Linked DNA regions of Sus scrofa: region 1 is linked to region 2. Evidence: chromatin contacts called from public HiChIP or PLAC-seq data. All regions are on one chromosome and are shown on one strand. Each heading gives the region's core, a stretch centred on a gene start, on an enhancer-like site or on the middle of the called end of the contact. The rest is flanking DNA. Distances are from core to core; before and after follow the strand shown. Region 1 overlaps SYNPO (synaptopodin). Region 2 overlaps CAMK2A (calcium/calmodulin-dependent protein kinase type II subunit alpha).

Region 1 (3,409 bases), core at 433-2,932, 340 kb after region 2:
CCAGACGAGGCGTCCATGTGGAGAGGCCTCCAGGCCCTGGGATTCCAGAGGCTCCCCAAAGCCCTCGCTCTCGGAGCGAAATCTTTCCCACGGGCCGCTGCCTGAAATTCCACCTTCCTGGCTTCCTCTTCTCCGCTCGGGGCAGGGCTGCGCCGGCCCTGCCCGGCCTTCCGGGGCTGCAGTCGGCTGCCGTGCTGGCCGGAGCCCTGCGTGGCTAACACACGGATCCTGCGGCTGGAGCCCTGGCTTCTCTTCCCGGCTCGTCGGGATCCTGAGCGTGTTATATAACCTCTCCTCGCTTTTGCTTCCCCACCTTTGAAAATCGAAGCAATAACAGACCCTATCTTATTACACTTGTTCTGAAATTTAAATGAGATGATAAAAAATAACTATTACGTGCTAAATAACACGATCATGTGTGGATCCCTGTTCAAATAGCGAAGCCCTGCAGAAAACTCAGGCCTGCGATCTCCGTTCGTTGCTGCGGGATGTTTCGGGTAGGAGGGGGGCCCGCGCTTCAGGCGGGGACACTTTCCACCGCCACGCTTAGCTACCGGCCGGTGGTCTTGGACAGGTCATTGGCTTCCTCCCGGGCTGGGGCTGCGTCCTGAGCTGCTGGGAAATGGACGTGGGAGGATATGAGGCCATCGTGGGTGTGAAAGAGCTCCAAGGACCCCAAACCACGGGCTGGCCCGAGGGGCGGCCCCCAGGGTGCGGCAGGAAGGGCGGGCCGGTGAGGCCCGGACAGGCCAGCGGGTGGGCCTGAGACTCTCCAGCGTAACCCTCTGGAGTAAAGTCTCCCGGAGACTAAAGGATTTGAGAGGTGAGAGCCAGAGTTCTGAAAAAATAGCCAGTCTTCACGGTTACTTGTGACTTCTCACCCCTCTCCGAAGTCAGCCCTGGTATTAGCACCATTTTACCGGTGGGGCCAGAGAGGCACGGAGAGGTTCAGTGAGCTTCCCAAGGTCACACAGCTGGTAACTGGCCAGCTTCCAATCCAGGCCGTCGGGCCCGAAGCCCATGTGCTTCACTCTGCTTGGCACACTCTCCCTGCTTCAGGTGAGTGCCCGGGGCCCGGAAGGCCATGCCGCCTGCCCCGGACTCTGCTGTTCCTCTCTGCTCCCCATCGTCTCTGCCCTCGGGGCAGAAAGGAGCCTCAGTGGGCCTGGGGTCTGAGGCTGACCCTGGAGTGATATCGACCTCTGGTCCTCGCCTCCGTTGTTGTCAGGGAGGGTCAGTGGGCGGTGCTGCGGGCCCAGGAGGCTCTCCCAGGGCCTGACGAGGGGGCGTCGTTGGTCTCGTGAAGCTGGAGTGGATGCCAAGAGCCTGAGCTGTACTGAGCTCAGCGGAGGGGGCGTGAGTCCATCACCATGCCTGTGGGGGATGCCCAGGTCACAGGGCCCAGGGACAGGCCAAGGTCACACAGGCTCCCCGCCTTCTGGGCTGCTCAGGAAGACAGGGGCTTCCTGAAACTCTGGGCCTTGGGGACCCACCCCCCGATCCCCACTGGTCTCAGCTGGGACGTGATTCCTGATATGGGGCCCTTCGGGAGGGCACATGAAATCGGGGGATGGGGAGGGTGCTGATTAAAAAATAGCCTGTCACGCGCATGGCGAGCAGGCCTGCCACCACCCAGCTCGTGCCAGTTGGCTCCCCCGTGCCCAGCTGCCGGTCCCCGCCCACCACAACCCTGGCTCTGGGCCTGAGGCTGGATGCTCGCAGCCGCCTCTCCTCTGCCCCCCACCCCCACCCGGCCTCCGGCAGATGGTGCCCCCACGGGGCCTGGGTGGGCCTGTCGGCTTTAGGCTGTGCGGAGGGTCTGGCGTCACCACGCACTGGCTGTGTGGCCTCCAATGAGGCCCTCTGCCTCTCTGGGCCTCACACAGAGAGCAGGGCTACCGTTAAAGCTCTCTCCTGCTTTCAGAACCGGTTCCGCCTCATTTAGGCCCGACAGACGGTGTGGAGACCCGGCCGGAGAAGCGGGGCGGCCTGCGAGGGCCTTTCAGCTGGGGTGGCACAGAGCCGAGGGTGAGACCCAGAGGGTTTGCAAGCCCGGGGCCTGCCCACCTTCTCCCAGGGGCCTCGGAGGTGGATGTGAGCCGCGTTTTCAAGTGTTTCTTCCCTCCTTCCGTCAGCAGGTGTTTACCGAGCCCGGCTACAGCCTAGGCGCGGGGCCGGCACGCAGCAGAGAGGGAGAGCCAAGGTGCCTGCGCTGGGGGAGGGGAGGGCAGCCCGGCCTAAAACAAACAGTGACGGCATCACAAGCTGATGAGAGTTTGCAGGGAGGTGGCGGGGCCGCGGCGGAGGAATGAGGCCTCGAGGACAGGCGCCCGCCCTGAGACCCATCAGCGGACCTGGAGGCCGAGAAGTGTGGGCAGAAAGGGACACCCGAGGGCTGTGCGGGAAAGGAGTCTCGCAAGGCAGCAGCCGGTGCAAAGGCCCTGGGGCGAGGGCTTGGCTCGTGTCTGAGAACCTGCAGGGGCCGTGAGGCAACCACCGTGAGGACAGTGAGGGCCGAAGCCTGCAGAGGGGCTTGAGGCCGAGCCCAGGAGGGAGGCTGCTCTCGCCCTCTCTGTCCTGCTTTCCCTCCGACGCCCATCCTGGCGGTGCGGGCCACGGGCCCCCCACCCCCAGCGCTCCGCAGGAGAGTTCAGGCCTCACCTGCCTCCCCCTGGTCGGGTGTGCATTTTCCTGGCCCCCCGTCGCACCCTGCCTTCCAGGAGGGTCCCCCTGCCTCACGCGAGCTGGTGAGGGCATGACCGTGGGCAGAGGACCCTGGCCGCTGGAGCTGAGAGCCTCTGTTTGGGTAGATTCTTATTTCCCTGGATTCCCCGTGGGGGCCCGTGGACCCCGGGAGGCTCAGCTTTTGGCCCAATGAAGGCCTGGCCCTGGATGGCCTCCCTGAAACGCTGGCGGTGCCCTCTTCCACCCCCGGCACCCCCCAACCCCAGAGCCCCTCGGGACCGTCCCTGGCCGGAGCTCCACCGGGCGCGTCGGGCCGGCCCCTTTCCTTTCCGGGCCTCAGTTCCTCCGTCTGTTTTCAGGGAAGGACGCTCAGTTTTCTGTCCTGATCGCAGGGCAACCTGGATGCAGGATCAGCACTACCCAGAAGCTTCTTAGAAACACAGACACGGAGGCCCCACCCCAGCCCGGAATCAGAATCTGCAATTTAACAACCTCCCTGAGTAATTGCTATGCACATTTCACGTATGAGAAGCATTGTTCTAAGACAGTCATTTTTAAACTTAAAAACAAGTTTTTAATTAAAACGATAGAATCCTCCTCTCGCTCCAGAGTTTTCCAGATGAAACACCCAAGAGGGGAGCCAGCTACCCTGTATTTATTCACCGCAAAGAGGGAACGGGAGGCGGGTGGGGTGGCCTGGGCGCCGGCTTGAAGGGGCCCGGCA
Region 2 (3,704 bases), core at 654-3,153:
GGCGCCTCCCCAGACCCAGGAGTCCACTGGAAAACCACGAGCTTTGGCCCATAACCGAACAGTTACAGACTCCTCAAGCACCCAAGATGAGAAGGGAAAACTTTTTTTTTTTTTTGTCTTTTTAGGGCCACACCCACGGCAGATGGAGGTTGTCAGGCTAGGGGTCTAATCAGAGCTGCAGCTGCTGGCCTATGCCACAGCCATGCCAGGTCCAAGCCAGGTGTTGCAACCTACACCACAGCTCACGACAACACGGGATCCTTAACCCACGGAGCGAGGCCAGGGATCGAACCTGCGTCCTCATGGATGCTCGTCAGATTCCTTTCTGCTGAGCCACAATGGGAACTCCAAACTTTTTTTTTTTTTTTTTAAGGAGAAAAAGAGCTTTATTGCTTGGCCAGCCCAAGAGGGCCACAGCAGGCTAAGGCCTTAAAGAACGAGCCTGCCCCCATTTCATTCTTGTTTCTTTAAGCCAAAATCTTGGAAGTCATGGGTTCACCCCCCTTTCACACCACTGTACCCACGGGGAACCTCAAGCCCTAAGAGTAGCAGGGCCCAGATCCCGGCCTCAGGCAGACAGCCCGGCTCCCCTCCCTCCAAGCCCCGGCAGACCAAGACAGGGGCCTGAGACTCTAAACACCACTACAAACCAAGCCATGAAGCCACCGGCCCACCTGGGTGGCTGTGTTTGGACAGCGTGCCACAGCTTTCAGTGTCCCGGGCACAGCCTTGCCCTGGGGCCCTGGCTGGGCAGGGTCCGAGCCCAGCAAAAGGCAGCGTCTCAAGAGAGGAGAACCCACAAGGCGAGCCAGTGGCAGGGGAGGAGGGAGCTGCGGAGAGCGGGGACCAGGCCCCAGAGGGCAGGGCGAGCGGAGGGAGGGGACGGATGTCAGGCGGGTGTGGAGCAAGGGGCTCGGGCAGCAGGCGTGGGACAGGGCGGCCTGGGTCCGGGGAGGGGCGGAATTCTTGGCGCTGAACTGGCAGGCCTCCGTGGGGATGGGTGCCTCTGGATGTCAAAGCCGAGAGGCTGGGCTGCCCATCCTCTGTGGGCTTCGTAGGCTGGACAGGCCGTGCCTCGGGTCAGGGGCCCCGGGCCGCCAGCCCCCACTCGGGAAGAGGGAGGCACGGCTCCCGGCACCCAGCCCTCTCTGCACCCTAGCTCCCCAGCCCTCTAGCCCTGGAGAACCACAGAGTCTCCTTCGGCCTCCGTCCTTAGGGCCACCCCAACCCCAGGCCACCTGCCTCTCCCCCGCTCCTCAGCCCTCCCCTCCCCCTGCCCCGATCCTGGCGGGAACGGGGGCCCGGAAGCCCGGGTCTCTGGGTCTGGGGACGCCGGTCTGCCCGGGCGACCAACCTGCCCAGAACACCGCGAGCAAGGCCTGGCTCTGCCCCTGGCCCTGCCAGCCGGGCCCTGAGGGCGGAAGCGCCCCCGGAGGCAGGCCCTGCCAGCTCTCCGGGCCTTACCTTCACGCCGTCATTCTTCTTGTTTCCGCCACTCTTCCCACCTGCAGAGGAGTAAAAGTAGAGGCTTAGCAACACCAGGCAGGGCACCAGGGCCCACAGGGCCAGGAAGAGCAGCATCCACGGGCAGCGGAAGGCACGGGGCCGGCCGGCAACGCGGGGACGCCTCCTCCTGGGCCCTCTTCCTTCCCGGGTGGGCTGGGCTCCGCCTTGGCAGCGATCTCAAGTGTGACCCTCGGGCCCCATGGGCCGCGGTGGGTGCTTGGCCTGTCCCGGGGCCGTGGAGCTGCTCTTTCAGTCTGGGGGTTCCCTCTAGAGCCCGGTCGCTCCCCGAGCTGTTGGAGGCCAACCCGGAGGCCCGGCTGCCCGGCCCGGGGCTGGCGGCTCCCTCCCCTCCGGCCCGCTCTAATTTTAGCCCCATGCTGCTGTGGGTCATGTGTCAGCCCTGCCCACTCGCTCTCGACAGCTGCGAGCCGCATTTCGCCCGTGAGAAGAAGCAGGTGCCCCCTGTCTGGGGCCTCCCCTGCAGAGCAGCCTCCCCTGCAGAGGCCTCCCTGCCTCCAGCCCCGAGCCCCACGCGGGGGCGGCCGAGCAACAGCTCTCGGGGAGGCCACACTTGCCCTCCTTGCCCTGCCCTCCCGGTCGCCCCCGGCCTGAGCCCTTGGGGGAAAGGGCAGGAATGCCCAGCCCGGGCCCGGGCCCCCGGCTGCTTCAGACCCCAAGCAAACGGCCTCGAGAGAAACGCAACGGTATCTCCGAAGCGCCTGACACGGCTCCCGACACGGCTCCCGATGCGTACGCAGCAGATGCTCAGTCAACGGCCGCCACGGAAGGTCCTCGTCCCGGCAGCCCGGGGAGGGCGAGCCGGGGAGGAGAGGGGCCCGGGGCGTCGGCGCCCCCGAGGCGTGGAAGGACGGGGCTCAGCCCCCCGGCCGTCACCACATTCCCACCTCTGGGCCCCCTCGGCCTCTCAGACCGAGGTTCCCTCTTGCAAAGCAGTTGGGGGCGGGGGGCAGTGAGTGCCCCTGGGTCCCGAGGCCGAGAGGAACGGCTGTCCCCCCACCCCCGGGCTCTGTGGGCCAGTTCGGGACCTCCCTGCCCCTCCGGCCTCCAAGTGGCCCCAGCCCGCTGCTCCGGCACTGCGGGGCCCGTGAGGCCACACATTCTGACTTTCAGGAGAAGTCAGAAATCTGGGAGTTGCTATGAAATCTCCTGGCTTTTAAGCGCTTGCCCCCCATGATTTTTTTAACCACCACTGGCCCCCCCGGCACATGGTGGGAGGGGAGCTACCCAGACACCCCATGGTGTGAGCTCTGGACTGGAGTTCTCCAGGCGCTTCAGTTGTTAAAAAAAGCCTCTGCCTGCCGGGCGGCTCATCTTTCAGCTGAAGGAACTGCAGGATCCTGGTCTGGGGGCGGGGGGGAAGGCAGGGCAGGGGTCGGGGAGAGAGCACCAAGCCCAGCTTCCAGCAGTTTCCTGGCCCCGGGTCTTGTCCCAGCTGGTAAAACGGGCAGATGGACCCTCTCGGCAAAGCCAGGGCCGGAGCTTCCCAGAGGCCGGGCCTGGTGGTGGGACGGGCCCTGTGCCCACGGTAGCCCAAGGGCCCCTCGGGTGAGCTTGGCTATATCTGCTCGGCTGCCCTGTCAGCCTCCCCAGGCTCCCGAGAGCCAAGCCTCTGGCGGGCATTGGCCCCGGCACTCGCCACCGTGCCAGGGGAGCTTCTCGCTAAGCCCCAGCGCTAAACCCTTCCCCTTCTCTCTTCGGGGCCACATGCTGCGGGCGCAAGGACGCCCCGCCTTAACAGGCCAAGGCCGAAGGCTCCCGCCTTGGACGCATCGGTGACCCAGCCTAGGAAGGGCACTTGCTCTGGGGCTGGTCAAACCTGCACTGCGGAGTTCTCGCTGTGGCTCATCGGGTGAAGAACCTGACTAGTATCCATGAGGACGTGTGTTCGATCCCTGGCCTTGCTCAGTGGGTTAAAGGATCCTGCATTGCCGCGAGCTGTGGGGTAGGTCGTTGACCCGGCTCAGATCCCACCTGGCTGTGGCTGTGGTGTAGGCCAGCAGCTTAGATTCGACTCCTATCCTGGGAACCTCCATATGCCACAGGTGCAGCCCTAAGCAGCAAAAACAAACAAATAAACCAACAAACAAAAAACCCTGCCCTGCATGCATCCCTCAGGCAGTGTGACCTGGGGCTAATCAGGGTTTAAACCTGCCCGAGCCTCTGCTTCCTCACTCAGA

Evidence for each region. HiChIP or PLAC-seq counts read pairs in DNA pulled down with a chosen protein or histone mark.
Region 1: an H3K27ac HiChIP or PLAC-seq map of skeletal muscle shows a contact between it and region 2. The contact joins two enhancer-like sites. A contact is called at or near these places in 1 of 47 Hi-C or Micro-C datasets (heart right ventricle) and 1 of 2 datasets of contacts at active chromatin or transcription factors (skeletal muscle).

Annotation. Positions count from the first base shown.
Region 1 is chr2:151,608,414-151,611,822 of Sscrofa11.1, forward strand. The region is part of intron 3 of SYNPO (synaptopodin); the gene reads left to right. Among named protein-coding and RNA genes, the nearest start is that of MYOZ3, 26 kb to the right of the region's middle. Within about 2 kb of position 1,683, at least 13 of the 83 cell types and tissues checked have an H3K27ac peak or open chromatin away from gene starts, as enhancers often do. A contact at or near this core is called in skeletal muscle, where this site is marked.
Region 2 is chr2:151,268,883-151,272,586 of Sscrofa11.1, forward strand. CAMK2A (calcium/calmodulin-dependent protein kinase type II subunit alpha) reads right to left here. Exons shown (of 20, transcript XM_021085017.1): 14 at 1,465-1,505. Among named protein-coding and RNA genes, the nearest start is that of SLC6A7, 49 kb to the left of the region's middle. Within about 2 kb of position 1,904, at least 12 of the 83 cell types and tissues checked have an H3K27ac peak or open chromatin away from gene starts, as enhancers often do. A contact at or near this core is called in skeletal muscle, where this site is marked.